Linked DNA regions of Mus musculus: region 2 is linked to region 1. Evidence: chromatin contacts called from public promoter capture Hi-C data. All regions are on one chromosome and are shown on one strand. The core of a region is the stretch at or near the end of the contact, and the rest is flanking DNA. Distances in the headings are between cores, read along the strand shown.

What was found. Promoter capture Hi-C pulls out the DNA fragments that hold promoters and counts their contacts.
Region 2: a promoter capture Hi-C map of frontonasal cranial neural crest shows a contact between it and region 1. The contact joins the promoter of Sfpq here to the promoter of Artn in region 1.

What each region holds. Positions count from the first base shown.
Region 1 is chr4:117,927,888-117,931,611 of GRCm38.p6, forward strand. It overlaps Artn (artemin), which reads right to left and starts at 1,876. Exons shown (of 5, transcript NM_009711.4): 1 at 1,499-1,876; 2 at 1,132-1,365; 3 at 1-255.
Region 2 is chr4:127,019,818-127,023,995 of GRCm38.p6, forward strand. It overlaps Sfpq (splicing factor proline/glutamine rich (polypyrimidine tract binding protein associated)), which reads left to right and starts at 1,484. Exons shown (of 10, transcript NM_023603.3): 1 at 1,484-2,403; 2 at 2,999-3,187; 3 at 3,450-3,751; 4 at 3,857-3,952. The coding sequence starts at 1,600.

The DNA.
Region 1 (3,724 bases), core at 626-3,125:
CTGTGTTAGGTGCTTGGCAGGACCTGTTCCTTCGCGATGCCACAAGGTCAATCAATGGCTCACTTCTCCAGATGGGCAAACAAAGCTCAGCTGAGCTCAGAGATCGTCTAAGGCCTCAGGGGGGAGACTCACACAGCTGTGGTCCTGTCTTCTAAGACCCTTCTGCTCTGTACTTCAGGGCTGAAGGTACCAGGGTGGTTGGAGAAAGTAGTAACTTGAGTTCCTTCCACTCCATGCTCAGCGTTCACTCCATACCTTGGGGGAGGAAGCAGAGCCCTGAAGAATTTGAGTGTCAGTTGGTCACTTGGATTATCTGATGACTTGCAATCTTCTTTCTGGACCCAGTGTCACCTGAATTCTCTCTTATGCCCACAGATGTCTCCCAAGAGCTTGCCTATTATCTGGGGAAGCGATGGTCCTTCTGAAAACACAGGGCCTGGACCATGGCTTCCTGTGGCCACCAGGGGGCAGAGCTTGTCAAGCCTGCGGATTTAAGGGGAGGGGGCTTTTGCACACGCTCTGCACATTTAGGTCTGAGCCATTGCCAGAAGGACCAGCTAGTCCTTCACACCAACCTGGTCTCAGAGGGCTGAACCACTCCGAGATCCGGCCCAAGCCTGGACCATCTGCCTCCTGTGGATCTGGCCCCCTAGCCTTGCTCCTAGGAGTTTCCCCCATAAACCATCCTTCCTGACCCCAGCCCGCACCTCCAGTCTTTGTGAACCACTGCTCTTGGACCCCTAGAACTTTTAAGAATTCTCATTAGTTAGTCTCTTCTTGGGTCCCAGATGTAACCCTCCATCCTTTTGCTGGCACACAGAATACATGGAGAGGGGGAGCGACATATGATGACTCCAGGATAAGACACACACCTCCCAGGCCTTTATCTAGTTCCTCCAGAGCTAGGCGTGTGCCCGTTGGCTAACTAGATTAAAATCCCTAGAGACCAGACTGGCTACTATTCTCTCAGATGGAGGGAAAGTCAGACAAGGCAGCCCTGGGATATCTGCGCTAGGGGGAGCCTAGGAGCAAGTCCCTCGAGGACAGCTCTGACCAATTTCTCCTTTCTTACCATTTGGGATATTTGGTCCTCCAGCCCTTGCCACCCCTATCCACCAGCCCTATACTCACCAAAGGGGTCCTGGTCCGTGTCCTTCTAGGCGCCTCTCCTGGGACCAGTGCTGGGCTTTCCCCCGAAGCTCAAGTGGATCATGCCCAGAGTTGTGCACCTGGCAGCGCCTCTTTTAGTTAAAAGTGGGGCCTTGGCAGCCGGTCTGTGCCCTGTGGCGGCAGCGGGAGCCTCACATTACAGCCAGCCAGGAGGGTTAACACAGTCCAAGAAGCTAGCGACAAGAACTGGAGGGGCTGGGAGGGGCAAAGAGCTGCGCTGAGGGCCCAGAAGAGAGAGGCTGAGAGAAAAGTGGGGAGGAAGACCTTTCTGCCCTTTCTCCTGCCCTTTGAGCGTCCATCAAGGGGATGGGCAAGAAGGCTGGCTTACCTTGGGTGCAGGGCTCCAAGCCCCAGTCGCAGCGAGGGCTGGGGCCCGAGGGACTTGTTGCTGGCAGAGCCCGCGGGCCGCATCTGGGGGCCGAGCCCAACTCCATCCCTCAGCAGCCTCCTGCCCGCCGCCGTCCGGTGTCAAATTCCAGCCCCGGCGTCACCAGATCCCGGGGTGGGGCCCAGAGCGCCCCCGCCCCGCCCCACCTTTCAGGGCTCACCTGGCCGCTCCACCCTCCGGATCCGGTCCCCGCTGGCTAGGCTAGGTCCCTCTAGGTGGGGGCTAGACATTTGGAGAAGACCCCAGGAGGCAGAGTAGAGATCGCGGGCTGCAGCGAGACGCTGAAACTGGGAATTCGAAGTTGGTAGTCAAGCAAAGTAGGGAACTGGGAGGCCTGGCCGAGGGCGGGAGAGCGCGAGGGAGGGCGGCGAAGGAGGGGCAGCCTGAAGGAGAGTTCCAACTTGGGCTGCGCAGACATGGGGGTTCTGGCTAGCTACTCTGTATCCTCAAGTGGTGACTCCGGGACCCTCAGAAGGTTCAGCTGCCTCGGAGCGACAGGGCTCTGCGTTGGGCTCCCACGGTCCAAGGATACCCTGTTTGCTCAGTTTTAGGGTCGGGGCCTCAGAGGGACTCGCGCACATCCAGTGAAGGCAGTGAATGATTGTGTGTGTGTTGGGGGTGGGGGGTGGGTGCGACCAGGGATGAAGAATCAGAGGACCTCAGAGTATTGAACTGGAGTCTGAGATGCGATGAGGCAATTTGGCAGGTGTCTGGAGGTTGGTTGATGGCCATGATCAGAATTGTTCTACCAACTAGTCTGGAGTTCATCACGAAGATGCTGGAAACTACTGACCTAGTCTGAGTGTGGTCATTTTCGTTGAATGCCTGCACTGGAGAGAGTGTGGTTTTGAGACAAGCAAGACAGAAGAGGGATGCAGGCTGCTGGGGACAATAAGATAAACCCTGAGCAGGGTTGTGGGGAGTTGGGGGTTCCAGGACCCAATCCCCTACATTCCTTTTTGCCTGATTGGACAAAGTGAGGTGGTAAAATTCTAGGAACTGGCTTTCCCTAGGAGAGGGTCAGATGTGGGGTTGGCGGTTGGGGGAGGGGGACATGTGAAACCAGTGTTGGACATGCTGAATTAGAAGGGTCTGTGGACTCTCCTGCTAGAAATGCCCCAGAAGCAGCTAAATTTGTAGCCGGGAGTAAAGTGAAGGCAGTTGGGCTAATGATGACAACTTGGTATTTGCCAACCAATACGTGCAAAAACAGATGCTGAGAGTGGGGAAGGGTACCCAGTGCATGGACCCGATGTGCCCTGATCATGTACCAGCACCTCTGTGGACCTTGAAGAACTACCCATGGGGCTGGAGAGACAGCTCAGTGGGTAAGAGCACTGAACTGCTCTCCCCAAGGTCCTTAGTTCAATTCCCAGCAACCACATGGTGGCTCACAACCATCTGTAATGGGATCTGATGCCCTCTTCTGGTGTATCTGAAGAGAGCAATGGTGTACTCATATATATATATAATAAATCTTAAAAGGAGAAGGAGGAGGAGGGGGAGGGGGAGGGGGAGGAGGAGAAGGAGGAGGAGGAGGAGGAGAAAGAATGGAAGAAAGGAAGAAAAGAACTACCCACATCTACCCACATCTGGGCCACATCCCAATCTGAATCAGACACTTGGGGTGGGCAGGTACATAGTTCCAGGTTTTCACCTGTGATTTTGGCACATAGCCAGGGTTCCTAACCACTGATTTTTTTGTTTGTTTGTTTTGTTTTGTTTTTTTTTTTTTTGAGACAGGGGTTTCTCTGTATAGTCCTGCCTGTCCTGGAACTCACTTTGTAGACCAGGCTGGCCTCGAACTCAGAAATCCACCTGCCTCTGCTGGATTAAAGTTGTGCGCCACCACATCCGGCCCCTAACCACTGATTTTGAGAGAGCAGTTTTGTGCAGTGCTTGAGGCTGAAGTCTGTGAGGGTTATCCTCAGACTCCACAAGGCTGCATGGGGTGAGGCACATAGGACAACACGGATGGACACACAGCACATACATACATTTTTCTTTTCCCATAAAACTGGCTGCTGAATTGAGGTGGCCGTTGCAGCTAGGGCTACCACTGACAGGCATATAGCTGAAGCTATGTGTCCCATTTACTGTCGTAGTGGCCAGTGTCTGACAGGAAGCTACCTCCATCATTACATGTCTCTGATTCTCAGATCTACC
Region 2 (4,178 bases), core at 234-2,733, 9.1 Mb after region 1:
TTTTTCAACAGTGTTTCACTATGTATCTTTCTTGCTGGCCTGAAACTCACTGTGTAGACCAGGCTGGCCTAGAACTCAAGAGATATGACTGCTTCTACCACATGCCTGATGGGATCAAAGGCATGCACCAGCCCCATCCCGGTTAAAACCCAATGTTCATGAAGCTTTAAAGGGAGGGAATAAAAAGGAAATCTCGGCTGACCTGGTGGATGCATGCTTTTAGTCCCAGCACCTGGGAGGCAGAGGCAGGTGGAGGGCTGAGTTTGAGGCCAGTCTGGTCTACAGAAGTAGTTCTAGGACAGCCAGGGCTATGCAGAGTAACCCCGTCTTGAACAAAATCAAAAACAATTTCCTCTCCCATGATTTGTGCTTGTAAATTGTTACTGTACACACACATGGAGTCACATCTACCTCATTTACCCTTCTGCTGGAGAATAAAGTGAGTCTTCTGCATGTCACACAAGCCAGAACCCCAAAGGCTGTGTCCTCAGCTCTCTCCATACTTTTCCCTCTTGGACAAAGACTGCATTCACTCAAACCTAATGGCAAATTTTATAGTATTACAACAAACGTGTTGCTATGAAATAATGTTTTTTTTTTTCCCTTTTTTTTTTTTTTTTTTTTTTTTTTTTGGTTTTTCAAGACAGGGTTTCTCTGTATAGCCCTGGCTGTCCTGGAACTCACACCCGGCTTCCTTTTTCTTAAATCTTTACTTTTATTTATTCATTAATTTTTTTGGAGGCAGGGTTTCTTTGTGCAGTCCTGGCTGTCCTGGAATTTACTATGCAGCCCAGGCTGGCTTTGAACTTGGAGTCCTTTCTGCTTCCAGAGTGCTAGGATTAAAGGCATATGCCAAAACAACCGGGGCTTCTATTTTATTTTATTATTTTTATTTTATTACGTTTCATGTAGCCCAAGCTGGTTTTGAACTCAATGTAATTGATAATGTAAAGATAAACTTGCAGTCCTGATTACTAGTGCCTCCTCCTCCCAAATTTTGGGCTCACGTGTTTGCCAATCTGCTAGCCTTTGATAGGGTTTCAATAAAAGTAAAACCGTTGAGATTAAACTCTGTGAAATTGACTCTAACTTCATTGGCGTAGGAATAAGAGACAGCACAAGTTCAATTTATAACCTTGAACCCAGCGAAGATGTTAGCCAAGAATAGCGGACTACTCATAAGAGGAAAGAAAATAGCCTTTCAGCGCTATCAGGAGCTGATAGGGCCCTGGATATTTAATTTCACGCGAAAGTTGCAGGGCATGCCCATTCAAATTTCTTCCAACAAATCACAAAGGCGTATAGACACTTTCTTATCCGTTTATTGGTCAAATGGAAATCCCAGCCCTCCCTACCTCCCGCCTCTCACTAGGGAGCCAATTGGAAAAACTTAGGTTTCATCATCAAGTACTGTACTTGCTATTGGCTGTCCGAGCTGTCAATCTAGGGAAGGCGGGCCAGGCCGAACTGTCCTATTTAAGAAGAGGACAAAGGCGGCGCGCAGCTTGTGTCGTCCGCCATTTTGTGCTCAGCAAGGTGGCAACCACGTTCCCTGAGCGACTTCTCCGCTTCTGCCTCGACCGCCCCTTGACTACAGCTATGTCTCGGGATCGGTTCCGGAGTCGCGGTGGCGGCGGTGGAGGCTTTCACCGGCGTGGAGGAGGTGGCGGCCGCGGCGGCCTTCACGACTTCCGCTCTCCGCCGCCGGGCATGGGCCTCAACCAGAACCGCGGCCCCATGGGCCCGGGCCCTGGCGGCCCGAAGCCGCCGCTCCCGCCTCCACCTCCTCACCAGCAGCAGCAGCAGCCGCCGCCGCAGCAGCCTCCGCCGCAGCAGCCGCCGCCGCACCAGCAGCCGCCGCCGCACCAGCCGCCCCATCAACAGCCCCCGCCTCCGCCGCAGGAATCCAAGCCCGTCGTCCCCCAAGGCCCCGGCTCGGCGCCGGGGGTGAGCAGTGCGCCTCCGCCGGCGGTCTCGGCTCCGCCCGCCAACCCCCCGACCACCGGCGCCCCTCCGGGCCCTGGTCCAACCCCGACTCCGCCGCCCGCCGTCCCCTCCACCGCCCCCGGACCGCCTCCCCCATCGACGCCGAGCAGCGGAGTCTCGACCACCCCTCCACAGACCGGCGGCCCTCCGCCACCGCCCGCCGGGGGCGCCGGGCCGGGGCCTAAGCCGGGGCCAGGCCCTGGCGGTCCAAAAGGCGGCAAGATGCCCGGTGGGCCTAAGCCTGGAGGTGGCCCGGGCATGGGCGCTCCTGGTGGCCACCCGAAGCCACCACACCGAGGTGGCGGCGAGCCCCGTGGGGGCCGGCAGCATCATGCGCCCTACCACCAGCAGCACCACCAGGGGCCCCCTCCCGGCGGACCGGGACCGCGCACGGAGGAGAAGATCTCCGACTCGGAGGTGAGCGGGTTCTCGAGCAAAGCCGTCCGTTTCCCTAAGATGGCGGCGCCTGCCTACCCTCGGCGTTTTTTTTTCCTCTTCCCCCCCGCCCGCAGCCTAGAGGGCCTCCATTTTGTCCCCTGCCGGAAGCGCTCCTGCGCATGCTTGCGCAGGCGGGGCGGACGCGCGGCGGGCTGTGGAGGCCGCTAGGGATTGGCTTCCAGCGGGAGGGCATCCTCACGTCTTGGCGGTAATCCGCTAGAGGCTAGCGGTCCGGTCCCTTGGGACCCAACTAGTGCACGTCGGAGGCCTCTGTTTGGGAGAAAACAGGGCAACTTGGTGCTGTCTTCCTAGTCTGCATTTAGAGCTATTTGTTGACGTCAGAGGTGTATTGATTGGCGTTTGCTGATAAAGAGGCGATGTGTTTCAAAGCATTTTGTATACTCTGCTTCATATGGATTAGAGTTAGTGATCCTGTTGGATCCCCAAATATGGTTCAACCTGCTAGCCCTCATGGGAAAAAAGGGAGATCGTTAACGAATGCACGATGGCCTACTTTGGGACCACTAGACTTTTCCTGCTTTGGTGTATGAATTCCGTCCGATTTCTTTATTAGGGATTTAAAGCCAACTTGTCTCTCTTGCGGAGGCCTGGAGAAAAAACTTACACACAGCGCTGTCGGTTGTTTGTGGGGAATCTACCTGCTGATATCACAGAGGATGAATTCAAAAGACTGTTTGCTAAATACGGAGAACCCGGAGAAGTTTTTATCAACAAAGGCAAAGGGTTCGGGTTCATTAAGCTTGTGAGTGTAATTTTTTTCCCTTTTGTGAAAGTTTTTAGGCATGCTTTTAAATGGGAAGAATTAACGAGCCTTTAAGTTTTTTTCATCAATAGAAATCAGAATAGTGTGCATTGGGGCAGGACCTCAAAGACAGACCTTTAGCCCTCGGGGTGTTGGGAGGAGGCTTGAAGAAAGCTCTTAAGCGGTAGAAGTGGGAAGGGTTATTAAAAAATTGAGCACTAGCCAGTTTGGAAGTTGTTAAAAGTATTTCTGATATTTGCAGGAATCTAGAGCCTTGGCTGAAATCGCCAAAGCTGAGCTTGATGATACTCCCATGAGAGGTAGACAGCTTCGGGTTCGATTTGCCACACACGCTGCAGCCCTGTCTGTTCGAAATCTCTCTCCTTATGTTTCCAACGAACTTTTGGAAGAGGCCTTTAGCCAGTTTGGTCCTATTGAAAGGGCTGTTGTAATTGTGGATGATCGCGGAAGATCTACAGGGAAAGGCATTGTTGAGTTTGCTTCCAAGCCAGCAGCAAGAAAAGCATTTGAAAGATGCAGTGAAGGTGTTTTCCTACTGACAACGTAAGTTGTCTTTAGTTCATGCTTTCTTTTTTTTTTTTTTAATAATTTTGAGGGATAGTCGAAATAAAATTGGAAGTTAAGATGAGGAATAATTTCTGTTACTAGGACTCCTCGCCCAGTCATTGTGGAACCACTTGAACAGTTAGATGACGAAGATGGTCTTCCTGAAAAGCTGGCCCAGAAGAATCCAATGTATCAAAAGTAAGACTAAGCTTTTTGGTGCTCTAAAAGAGAAGTTAGTGATTTCTAATTTTGCTTAGAACTTTTTAGAACATTAGAAACTTTTTAGTCTGGGTTTTGGCTGGTTGGTCTAGAATTTTTCTGTTGTCTAGGCTGACTAAAACTCTTGACAGTCTCCTGACTTCTGTCACACAAGTGCCAGGATTATAGGTGTGAGCCATCATGCCAGTGTTATGAATACATTTTA